4 separate regions of the Mus musculus genome follow, and all the other regions are linked to region 1. The links are chromatin contacts, called in public Hi-C, HiChIP or PLAC-seq and promoter capture Hi-C maps. All regions are on one chromosome and are shown on one strand. Each heading gives the region's core, a stretch centred on a gene start, on an enhancer-like site or on the middle of the called end of the contact. The rest is flanking DNA. Distances are from core to core; before and after follow the strand shown. Region 1 overlaps 4933406J09Rik (RIKEN cDNA 4933406J09 gene). Region 2 overlaps Etv6 (ets variant 6). Region 3 overlaps Etv6 (ets variant 6). Region 4 overlaps Etv6 (ets variant 6).

The links. Promoter capture Hi-C pulls out the DNA fragments that hold promoters and counts their contacts. Hi-C and Micro-C count contacts between places; a contact is called where the count stands out from the background. HiChIP or PLAC-seq counts read pairs in DNA pulled down with a chosen protein or histone mark.
Region 2: a contact with region 1 is called in a Hi-C map of bone marrow-derived macrophages, with 4 times the contacts expected there. The contact joins two enhancer-like sites. A contact is called at or near these places in 3 of 484 Hi-C or Micro-C datasets (bone marrow-derived macrophages, nephron progenitors and uterus) and 2 of 115 datasets of contacts at active chromatin or transcription factors (embryonic stem cells and large pre-B cells).
Region 3: a contact with region 1 is called in a promoter capture Hi-C map of the HPC-7 cell line. The contact joins two enhancer-like sites. A contact is called at or near these places in 4 of 39 promoter capture datasets (the C10 cell line, the HPC-7 cell line, pre-B cells and 1 more), 3 of 484 Hi-C or Micro-C datasets (granulocyte-monocyte progenitors, liver and nephron progenitors) and 3 of 115 datasets of contacts at active chromatin or transcription factors (the HPC-7 cell line, T-cell acute lymphoblastic leukemia and large pre-B cells).
Region 4: a contact with region 1 is called in a BATF HiChIP or PLAC-seq map of CD8 T cells, with 8 read pairs. The contact joins two enhancer-like sites. A contact is called at or near these places in 3 of 484 Hi-C or Micro-C datasets (the HPC-7 cell line, granulocyte-monocyte progenitors and nephron progenitors), 3 of 115 datasets of contacts at active chromatin or transcription factors (CD8 T cells, the HPC-7 cell line and large pre-B cells) and 1 of 9 other capture datasets (embryonic stem cells).

The regions. Positions count from the first base shown.
Region 1 is chr6:134,364,824-134,367,526 of GRCm38.p6, forward strand. All of the region lies in intron 3 of 4933406J09Rik (RIKEN cDNA 4933406J09 gene), which reads right to left. Among named protein-coding and RNA genes, the nearest start is that of Bcl2l14, 30 kb to the right of the region's middle. Within about 2 kb of position 1,323, at least 125 of the 459 cell types and tissues checked have an H3K27ac peak or open chromatin away from gene starts, as enhancers often do. A contact at or near this core is called in CD8 T cells, the HPC-7 cell line, bone marrow-derived macrophages and 1 more, where this site is marked.
Region 2 is chr6:134,114,427-134,117,129 of GRCm38.p6, forward strand. The region is part of intron 1 of Etv6 (ets variant 6); the gene reads left to right. Among named protein-coding and RNA genes, the nearest start is that of Gm46978, 4.7 kb to the left of the region's middle. Within about 2 kb of position 1,340, at least 62 of the 459 cell types and tissues checked have an H3K27ac peak or open chromatin away from gene starts, as enhancers often do. A contact at or near this core is called in bone marrow-derived macrophages, where this site is marked.
Region 3 is chr6:134,170,213-134,172,915 of GRCm38.p6, forward strand. The region is part of intron 2 of Etv6 (ets variant 6); the gene reads left to right. It overlaps Gm52920 (a long non-coding RNA gene), which reads right to left. Exons shown (of 3, transcript XR_003956529.1): 3 at 2,676-2,703. Among named protein-coding and RNA genes, the nearest start is that of Gm52920, 15 kb to the right of the region's middle. Within about 2 kb of position 1,314, at least 56 of the 459 cell types and tissues checked have an H3K27ac peak or open chromatin away from gene starts, as enhancers often do. A contact at or near this core is called in the HPC-7 cell line and granulocyte-monocyte progenitors, where this site is marked.
Region 4 is chr6:134,188,664-134,191,366 of GRCm38.p6, forward strand. The region is part of intron 2 of Etv6 (ets variant 6); the gene reads left to right. Among named protein-coding and RNA genes, the nearest start is that of Gm52920, 3.5 kb to the left of the region's middle. Within about 2 kb of position 1,373, at least 50 of the 459 cell types and tissues checked have an H3K27ac peak or open chromatin away from gene starts, as enhancers often do. A contact at or near this core is called in CD8 T cells, where this site is marked.

The DNA.
Region 1 (2,703 bases), core at 73-2,572:
CCCAATCTCACATCCTTCCTAATTTCACCTGCTTTTACCACAGCTCCTTCTCAACTGATTCACCTCGTTAATCTTGAAATCTCATCTGAGACGTTTCCTCCTGCACCGGCTCTTCCTGGGCAGGGCTAAGAGGCTCTACCTCTGTGCATCTCTCTGTAATTACCAAAATCAGAGCATATAATTTTCTGTATGGTGGTGGTGGTGGTGGTGGTGGTGTGTGTGTGTGTGTGTGTGTGTGTGTGTGTGTGTGTGTGTGTGTGTGTGTGTGTTTTAACTTATTAATCTCTTCATTTAAATAGGAGGCTCTCTACACAGACTGTATGTCAATGTGCTTAAGACCCTTATAAAAATGTTGAGGCTGTGACTCAGTGGGTAAGAGCACTTTTGCTGCACAAGCAAGCATGCGAACCTGAGTTTGGATCCTTGGCACCCACCAAGAAGTTGGGCATGCATGGCTGCAGCAAGCCTAATGCTGTAGGTGAGGGGGATGGCTGGATCGCTGGGGCACAGCCTAGCTGAAGTGTTCTGAACTCCAGTGGGATTGCCTTCTTCAAGGGAATACTGTAAAGATGTTCTCCTCTGGCCTCTGCACATACACAGGCATGGGTACACACATGCACACACACACATGTGCATGCACTCATACAAATGCACTTACACATACACACGCATGTATACATGCATGTACACTCACATGCAAATGCTTGTGCTGGTTTCTAAGGGGGACCTGGTCAGGACTGTTTCCTAAGTTCCCAACCATGGGCAGCCAGGCATTGGCACCAGTGAGCAGACTGCTGTTTCTTCAGAGATGTGGGGTGGTTTTGTGTCCTGTGGCACAGGAAAGTGCTCCATTGGCTTTGATGCTTGTTCCACTTTGGTGTATCAGGTAAAAGTCTCTGTGGGGAGCAGGCATGTGCTTGAGAAAGAGCTCGCACTGAGGACCACCAGAATCATGCTCTCATCTCACAGCTACTTCCAACACAAAGTCCCACCACCACTGGTGCCTACAGCCTGGGGCATGTGACACCTGTGTGCAACTCTGTCCTTTCAGGAACACGTTGAAGTCACCCATGCCTTCCCTCTCATGGAGAAAAGTGCAAACTTGGAAAGACACATTTCCTTTGCAGCAATCTGTAGCTCTCCTGAGATCTCCAAAGCAGTGTCTAGATAGACAAACTGAGGTTCCAAGAGATCACAGTCACTTCAGATCCTCCCCAGAGCAAGCTAGAGCAGAAATCAAGAGGTGACTTGACTCACAGGTCCAGCTGGCCTCGTGGTGAACATCAGCTGACCCTGTAGCTCCTGCCCATTTCGGTGACAGAGCAGGCCCATGGCATCACTGCCTCCTAGTGTTGACAGGGCCAAGAATCCATGTGGTCAGACCAGAGGTGGCCAGAAGAGAAAGGATAATTTGTAACCCAGCGACTTTTTTTTTCATTATGATATCGTGTCATTTCTTGCCAGAAGAAGGGGGAATTTCTCAGAGAAATCCATCACCCTGGTAAATATGGGAAGACAGGGGTCTTTGCCAGCAATGCAGTGTCTGATGCACCCACACCCTCCAGCAGGGCTCCCATGTAAGCTTCTCAATGTCCTCAGACCCCCCAGTAGGTGGGGCAAAGCCTGGGCAGGGATTGCTCAGAGTGTTTGTTGTTGTCCTTGTCACCCTTGTTACCAGGGATTTACCTAGAAGCTACACAGAAAACCCCCTTATTTCTAACACGACAAACAGGAAAGCATCCAGTGACAGAGGTTAACTGCTTTGCTAACCCGAATGCATAGGCCCTGGTCATGGCTTGCCGTGTCCAACATTAGCTTTAAGAGTCACGGAGCATCTTGGCAGGGGTTGACAAGGCTTCAGGTGACTGCCCTCCTTCCCACAGCCGGCAGGATTTTTGTTCCAAGTCTCAGCTGGCCAGGTGGCTTCCAGCACTCAGCCACCCCAGGCTGAGTCTGTGGTTCCCTTTGCCTGGGACACAGGCATCCCAGCTCATTTCCTTCCTGCCTGTCCCCACATGCAACGGCTCCTGAGAAAGAGGAACCAAATACCATCCGTTTCACCCCTATCAATGGCCAACAAGGTTGTTCCCATCCAGGACATAAGGTCTTGACTACCCTCTTGACACCCCTACTGCACCCCCAACAGTGAAGCAAGCAGGCTGGAGGGAAATGCGCTGCCATCAGCCCAACAATCAGGAAAAGAGGTGATGTGCCTTTAAGATGAAGGTGGTGGGCAGCCATCCATCTTCCCCAAACACAGACTTGCCTTGTTCTTCCATTTCTGGATGAGTGATAAAAAACGTTAAATGTCACTTCCTGTATCAGTGGTTAACCACTAGATGCTGGATCAGAGATTTACCAGAAGTGAAGTTAAGGAAGAAAAAAAAAAAAAAAGAAAGAAGAAAAAAAAAAAACCCTGCTGTTTTCAATAACCCTTTCTGGTGCCCTGTGGGAACTGTTTAACCTTTAGAGAGACATGAGGGGTTGCTAAATCTGGCTCGAGGACTTAGATTGGCCAAAGGCTTTCTTGTGCTTTCTCTGGGAGGCAAGGAGAGAGGTGTGCTGGGTACAGGGGTCTGGGAGGCAAGGAGAGAGGTGTGCTGGGTACAGGGGTCTGGGTAGGGGAAACCCAAGGCACAGGAACCGAATCCCCCACGCGCCTTCTCAGCCTGACTCGATTTCAGGATACAGACAACCATTTGG
Region 2 (2,703 bases), core at 90-2,589, 250 kb before region 1:
GAAAAGGAAATTTTAGAAAAGCCTGGGTTAGAACAGGAAGCTTTAGTCACACTTAAAATCCAACTGCCTTCTCCTACTGTTCTGTTGATGGACTTAACACAACGCTTCCTTCTTTGAGAAGACCTTCCTCTCCAAGGGTACCAAACCCTTTATCAATATCAATCTTTATTTTGCCTGTTCTCTAAAAAAATATTGAAAATGTTAACTACCACTTAACTGGTCTCACACAGGCTAAAACTTCCAGCTGAAATGATCTCATCAGTCTGGGGCCATTAGCTCAGCTCAGAGGATGGTCCCACTGAGGGCAGGAAGGTTACCAAGTCTCTCGACTGCCCCATGGTTTTAGCATGCCAACCCCACATCCTAGCAATGCTCTAAGTCCCAGGCAAACCAGTCTCCTTTTTAGATTCAGGTGGCTCTTTATAAAATACTACCATTCCACCTTAAAACCTGTCTACCTTAAAGTTGACCTAGATAATGGTAGGCATGAATCAGTGCCTATCTCTAATGCCTCCTTGTGAAGACCCAGAGCACAAAGTCATGGGGTGAGGGAAACTGAAGATCCGTGGAGCCTTACAGAGCAGAATTTCTGGTTTCATGCTTACCTACTGTTTCTTTTTAGTACGCTACATGGTAAATACCGAAAGCAAGAACTGATAACTACCTGAGCCCTGAAAGAAGAAGTGTTTTTCAAGACACTTCTGTTGTTCTGGTATTTTGTCTTGTTCGGTTATATGGAAGATGAAGACACTGTTCTCCATTTCTAAGTCCTCTTCCTGCCTAAACTTGACAGAAGCAGGAAGTGGAAAGCTGAGAGTACTCAAGAGAGAGTGGAGTCTGGGCCAGGTAGCAGCGCACTGCCATCCTAGCATCAGGAGACTGAGGCTGGAGGATCACCAGTTGGAGGCCAGTCTGGGCTACAGAGGTGAGTTCAAGACCAGCCTGGGCTGTGAAACAAGACCTCGTCTCCAAACACTAAAGAAGGCAGAGAGGAAAGGAGAAGACAGAGTGCTCAAGGGGGAACTGAAGAAAGGTAGGGCGAGAGACCAGAGTCTGTTTCCTTCAGGAAGCTCTGCCCAAAGGGAGGAGAGTTGTCAAGTGCAAACCGTTTGAACACACTTGGGGCACGTGCAGCATCCTTCCTCACCCTGCTTTTCCCACCCTCATCCCACGTCTGTCCTGTGGCCACTGTGGTGATTTAGCCTGGCTGCCCTGGACAGACATCCCTTCTTGCTTTTCTGCTTACAGAGGACGTGCGCTGTTTAGACGCCCCGTCGCTTGGTTTAAAAATGACCTGAGATGTCAGAGTATTACCCCCACCCCTTCTGTCTAAGCTACCCAGTTTCAGTTCTGTAGTTACGTTAATCACCAGGACTTTCATAATACATTTCCTTCCTTCTCCATCAAGCCAGTGGCACACCGTTTTTACTTGGCTAAATAGTCTTAGTTTGAGGAGAAAAATACAGAAGCTGGCCTACTTTGCTTAAAATTCTAGCATTACTTGTGCAACGTTGGAAGACAAACTATTTAGAAATTTTTTTTTAGAAAATTTTATATGTATAGGTATTTTGTCTGCATGTATTACCTTTGTACCACCTGTGTGCCTGGTTCCTGTGGAGGCCCTGGACTGGGGGGATGTGTGTGTGTGTGTGTGTGTGTGTGTGTGTGTGTGTGTGTGTGTGTGTGTCTGTTAGCTGCCATGTGGGTGCTGAGAACTGAGCCTGGTTCATCTGGAAGTGCAATCAGCAGTCAATGCTCTTAACTGCTGAGCCATCTCTCTGGCTGGCAAGGCAAGTTCTTTAACTTCATCGTGATTCACTGCCTTTGTAAAACAAAGGGTATCTTAAATGCCTGGCCCATGGAAGGTGCCCCATCCATTTACTGCTTCATTTTCCCCTGGCCTGCTGCTCAAGACGACAAGTGTTTCTTCTTGTTTCTATCCTTTATCCTCTTTACCATCACAGGTGGCAGGAAAAAAAAGATGTAGGCAACCAGTGGGAGAGAGCACAGCAAGAGATGCGGGCACTTCTGGAGGACTGCACTAGGCTTCCTCCTGACGTCTATTAGGCTGTGCTGGATGGCATAAAAACAACTGGGAAATAGATATCTTTAGCAGAGATCCAGCAACCTCAATGTAGGCAATGAAATGATGTGTATGATAGTAGCAATATAGGCCCCTTCCCTACCTACGTGTGTCTCTCTGTGTGTGCATATATATGTGGGGTGTGTGTGTGTACACGTACGCACACAGAGGCATACATATATGCATACACGCTGAATACACACACACACACACACACACACACACACACACACACACACACACACCGTGCTTAGTGATGCTGGAGAGTTGATCTATAAATGCAGGTGAAGCTGGCCCTGATAGGTGACTGCAATACCGATGGTTGTAGCTGACTTCAGGACACCGCCTGTCCTGCAGCTCAGCTGACCTTTTCTCTGTAGCCACTATCACATTAATTAAAAGAGGCAAATGCGTATTTCCCTTTTGTTTGGAGTATGCGTGGTAATGGTACTCTAGAAATGACCTGGAATTACCCTTCCTTGAGCATCTGCCCAGTTCAGAGAGATGGTCAGCTCATCACACCAGGACACTCAGTCAGACCTGGTCGAAGCTGCTTCTCTTATTGCTGTGTCTCTATAGGAACTGGGTCTTTTGATTTCTGTTTTTATCCCCCTCCCCAT
Region 3 (2,703 bases), core at 64-2,563, 190 kb before region 1:
CTAAGATGCCATAGAAGAAATTGAAGTAGCACTAAGGAGTGTATTTAGGATTTGTTCAGTGGTGGCAACACAATGAACACACTGAATAAAACGCTGTCTTCAGTACTGCGGCTGAGAAAAATTACAGTTGCCAGCTAAGACCATCCGTGCTGGATGAATGAAGTGGAAATATGCAAGGGATAATAGCAGATGTGTGAGTGAGACTCTGTCACTGTGACAAGTACTGTGAGAAGCGATTTAAAGGAGGAAAGAGTTATCTTGGCTCATAGTTTCACTCTGGCGTTCTTGGTCCTGCTGCTCTGGGAATAAGGCCATGAGCATCGTGGCAGGGGGCAAAGCAGAGCTGTCCATCTCATGGGAACACAGAAACAGACAGAGAAGTGGAGGCCAGAGCAAGATAGGCCCTTCGAGTTGTACTTAGTCAAGCCCACCTTCTCATAGCCCATAATGAAGTCACCAACCTCATCCATGCGTCCAGGCATGGAGAACAATGAGAACCTCAAGGGGAGAACATGGTTACCATGGTAAAAGGACCAGAGAGGAAGGGAGTGTGTCTCCAGTGACAGATGGGACGAGAGAGGTGAGTGTGAGAGGCAGGGGAGGTAGGGGATGCCTGTGCCGTTAAAAGGCTTCGGCATTTAATTTTTCAATGAGAATTTTAGGCAGAGGGCTGGTGTGATCTGATTGTGATTTGAGAGGACTCCTGGGAAGTAACGAGAGAGACAGAAACGGGAGAAGGGAGAGAGTGAAAGCATAAAGGGCTTTTGAGAGTGAGTCCGTGAAGACATGATGGCAATGTTGGGCAGAGTGGCTCCCAGCCTGCCATGCTTCCAGCCTGACAGCCTTAGCACTTCTCCCTCCTCCTCCCCCTCCCCCTCCCTCTTCCTCTTTCTCTCTGCTCCTTCCTCTCCCTCTCTCTGCCCCTCCCTCCCTAGCCCTCCTTCCTCCCCTCCCCCTTCTCATGTTTCAGTTATCCCCCCACACACTTTCTCTTCCCTAAGAAATGTGCACAAACACAAGACCTTCATCCTACTACCTACCATGTTTCTTCTAGAATTCCTTCCATGATGCCTTGCCCCTATAAAGATATCTGACAGAAGCCACCAAATAAAGAAAAGATCTGTTTTGGCTCACCATTTCAGAACATCTCAGTTCATCATGGTGAGGAAAGCCCACTAACAGGGCCTGCCCAGTCTGTGGCAGTGGAAACTGTGTCAGGTGACTTTTCTTATCGTTGCTAATCAGAAGGCAGAGGCAGCATACTGTAAGGAGAAGCCTTCAGAGGTCAGCACCCAGTGACCTATTTCTGCCAGCCAGGCCCCCCTCCTAAGCTTGTAGCCTCCCAGAAGAGCACCACCAAACAACCACAAATCAAGTTTTCAGATAGCTGAGCTGTGAGGTGAATGAGGGGTATTGGGTATTCAAATTGTTAACACCCTCTATAACATGTAATCACCATTTGGTGTAGTTTATAATTTTGTTTGCTTATTTGTTTATGCGTTAATTGCCTGGTGCCTCGAAGAGCGCCCTCCCCCAAGGAGGTGCTTAGTAAGTATTTGCCTAATCAATCATGGAATGAAGGTCACCTGCCGCCATTGTCACGAGTAACCGTCATGACAGGGCTACGGTTTTCTCCTCACCATATGTCCCTTTCTGGAAAGACTTGATACGTCAAGCTTCGTGTACCTTCCGTGTGAAGTAGAAGTGTGTCACTGAGCCGCTGAGCGGGCTTCTTGGCTCCCAGTGTGTCGAGCAGCCTCGCGTTCGGGTTTGCGTTGGGCTCTGTGTCTTTTTTTAGTCCGGCTGCTCACTCTTCGCAGCCCTCCAGCTTAAACTCTTGAGTAACTCTGGACGTTGGAGTTTTCTGAGAACTTGAGAACTAGATGAATGAGATTGCCAATAGCATGCCTTCTGTGCCTGGCATCTAATTCTGGCACTTGCTTTAGCAAGCACCATTGCATAATTATAGCCATTGGCTACAAAAGGTGACCACGTAGCCTGCAATGGGGAATTGGAAGCTGTCCTAGTTAGCATTAACTGTCACCTTGAAGCAGCCTAGAATCACTTAAAAGGGCTCAATTAAGTGATTTGGTCTGTGGGCATTTCTGTGAGGAATATTCTTCATCGTTCATTCATAGAGGAGGGCCCAGCCCACTGTGGGCAGTACTATTCCCTGGGCAAGTGGTTCTGGTCTGGAAGCTAAGTGAGCTGTGAAGCGAGCCAACAAACAGCATTCCTAGTTGGTTTCTGCTTCAGTGCCTGCCCTGACTTCCCTCAGTGATGAACTAAGGCCTGGAAGTGTAAGTCGTATAAATTCCTTCCTCTTTTAAGTCAGTTGTACTCAGCGTTTTATCATAGCACCAGAAAGCAAACTAAAACAGAGACCCAACCAGAAAGCTATTCTAGAGATGTGAGGACAGGCTACGTACGTTTCTAGATTTTTTTTTTTTTATGTTCTATTAGTTCTTGTTTATTTTTAAGGAGATATGCAGTTTTGTTTGTCTTCTTGTTATTCCAAACTTTATGCTTTGGTCTACACCAAGTGTGACTTTCTTAGAGGAAGTTAATATGAGGCTGTCATTTCTGGCCTTTTTGTACCAAGCCCTTGGTTTTTTATTATAGTTTCCAAGCCTGTATCCCATGTTTTGCAGTGTTTTCTTTACTGAAAACTTTATATTTATTAAATAGACGAACTTAATTTGT
Region 4 (2,703 bases), core at 123-2,622, 180 kb before region 1:
AGCAAACAAAAAAGGGAGGTGGGAGGCAAAATATTCATGGGGAAATATTTGGAAAAAAATATTTTTACAGCTATTAATTTCCGGATTACTATTTAGTTGAGCCTATCCCCTGGTGTTATAACTGTATCTTAATTTTTTAAACTGAAAACAGAAATACAGTGGAAGCCCACAGTGAGGCCTGGCAGGGGGAGGAGTGTCCTTACTACAGCTCCGTGCAGTCTTGCTTTATGTTTCGGCAGAGGCTGCCAGCATCAGAATGTCAACTATGCACACAGAGAAACATAAATTAACTGACTTTGGAAGGGAACACACTGGACCTCAGATCTCACTTTTTTTTTTTTGAACCCTGACCTTTAGAAGAAAAAGACAATTTTTAAATTAAAACAAAACAAAACAAAACACTGTCTGAGTTAGTCCAATAAGCAGCTCTCCAGCTGTAGCTTACAGGAATTAGGCTTGTGTTTTACATATGAAAAACATGTCCTTTAGTTGGAAAAATGAATTTTTGGCTTTGGCGTTTACATTGTGTTGTTTGAAACAAGGTCTCTCTGTGTTACTCAGGCTTGCCTGGAACACCTAGGGTTAATAGCTGCTCAGACTCTTGAGTGCTGGGGCCGTAGGTGCACACCTGGCCCAGATCTTTTAAAATGTAATCTTGATGTAGTAACCCAAACCTCCCATTTCCTTAGCTTCCTTGTGGGTCATCGTTCAACTGTGCACTGATCAGTGTGGTGTTTTTTCTGGACACTTGGACTTGGAGTGATCCCCCTTGGGGCATTGCTAACTCCCCGTGGAGATAATATGCCACCATGCCAGCATTTGCTTTAATGAAAATGCAGTGATTTAGTCGGGGGGGGGGCTTGCATCATGGGTACCTAAATGTTTACCAGTATTAAGCTAGTGTGGTGACCTGTCTCATCTCATCTTAAAAATTCTGCTTGATGGATGGAAGAAGAGTCAGGCCAGAAAGGGAAGGCTGAGGTCACCAGCAGAGTCTGTACTCTGTACCGGTTGGGCCCCTTCTCTCCACTGTCAGCCTGGCCGGGGGTGAAGCTGCTGGCCCAGAGATGAAAGCGGACATGTGCCAGTGAATAAGCAAGTGTCTGAGGAATCCAAGGCCAAAGGAAGCAAAATACTCCATTGTTCCCCGCATCTCCCCCTTGGCGCCTCCCCCATACCCCCCTCCTCTGCCCACTCTCCTAGGCCAGCTCACAAGTGTCTGTGGGGGCTGGTGGACTCCCCATCATGGGCTTCCTCCCAGGAAATTTCCTGTGGTGGAAACTCTGGGGAAACTTCCTGTTGGGTAGGTTCCTGCCTGCGACTGATAAGGGGAACTGCTTAAAACCCCCGCCAGCCACAGCTGCTGTTAAAGGGTGGCATGGTCTTTCTGTTTCCTCAGTCTGAAGGAACAAGAAAGGGCAAGTAAGCAGAGGCCTCTGAAGTCTCCCCTGGCTAGAATATTCTGGAAGCTGAAAGTTCCACTTGGAATCCGCAAGTTCCTTCAGAGAGTTGGTGCTCATTGAAACATGCACTTTTGAGTATGGGGCTCTACAAACCTTCTAAAAAAAAACCCAGGTCTGAGTGTTTCCATATCATTTCCAAGCCTTCCTCTTAGTCTTCACTGTCATGCATCTTCGAGTTTCAGTGATAGTGTACAGGGAATTTTAATTAGTCCTCGCCAATTACAGATACAGTCGATGATGTGAACAAAGTGGTTCACATGATACCAATGTGTGAATCGTCTGAGGTACGCTCTGTACGACAGTCTTTAGCCTAGCACAGAATTCTCAGTAGGCTTCATGATTCTGCGACCTGGCCTGGACTTGTAGTTGCTTATTGTGTTGTTTGCCAGCCCTTAGGCAAAGATAATTATCCCTAAACCATCCCATAGGGTTAAGCTCAGCTCTGAATATTTCAATATTGGGAACTCTATAGTTACCTTTAGCAGTTCCCGCTGCCTTGCTGTACTGTAAGTTTGGTTCCCTAATTAGCCTGGTTTCTCCCTAATGACCTGTAAGCCCCTTGCTATTTGCCCCACTCTTAATGTATAATAAAGATAATTGACCCTTTGCCCTCTGTCTGATTTCATATAGGCAGTTTCTCAAATGGTATGCTTTATGGCTTCATTTGCTCTAAATCTATTTCTCTCCAAGTGTGGGGTTTTTTTTTTTCCTTCCTGGTTCAGGGTTTAACATACACTTCCTTAAAGTTAATGGAAATTTCTACCAGCCACATTTATCCAAACTTCCACCTTGGTATGGTTTCTTTCCTGGTTATAGAAAAGGAAGATTTTGGCCTCAGAATAAATTATGAATTAAACGTGCATTATGTGGGGGTTGGTTATGTCTGATCGGCACTGCCGACTAAGGAGCCATGAAAGAAATTACAGTGAACCGGGAAGAAAAATGCCGGCTGATAAGGAACCAGCCTGTTCGACTTCTCAAAGACAAAGACCATTATTCATCTTTGTCCATATCCATGGTATCTTAAAATGATTTGGCACATAATCTTGCAACCATGTTTGCTGAGGGAATGAATCTTAATAGTAAAAAAAAAAAAAAAAGACCTGGTTATTAGACATTAGTTCCTTCTAGAACATGTAATAAAACCTGCATCTTATATCTTATTTAAAGAATAAGCTGTCCTCGTGAACTGAGTATTGATCCTCAAACTGGCAAACTGCTGTTGATGTACGTACGTACA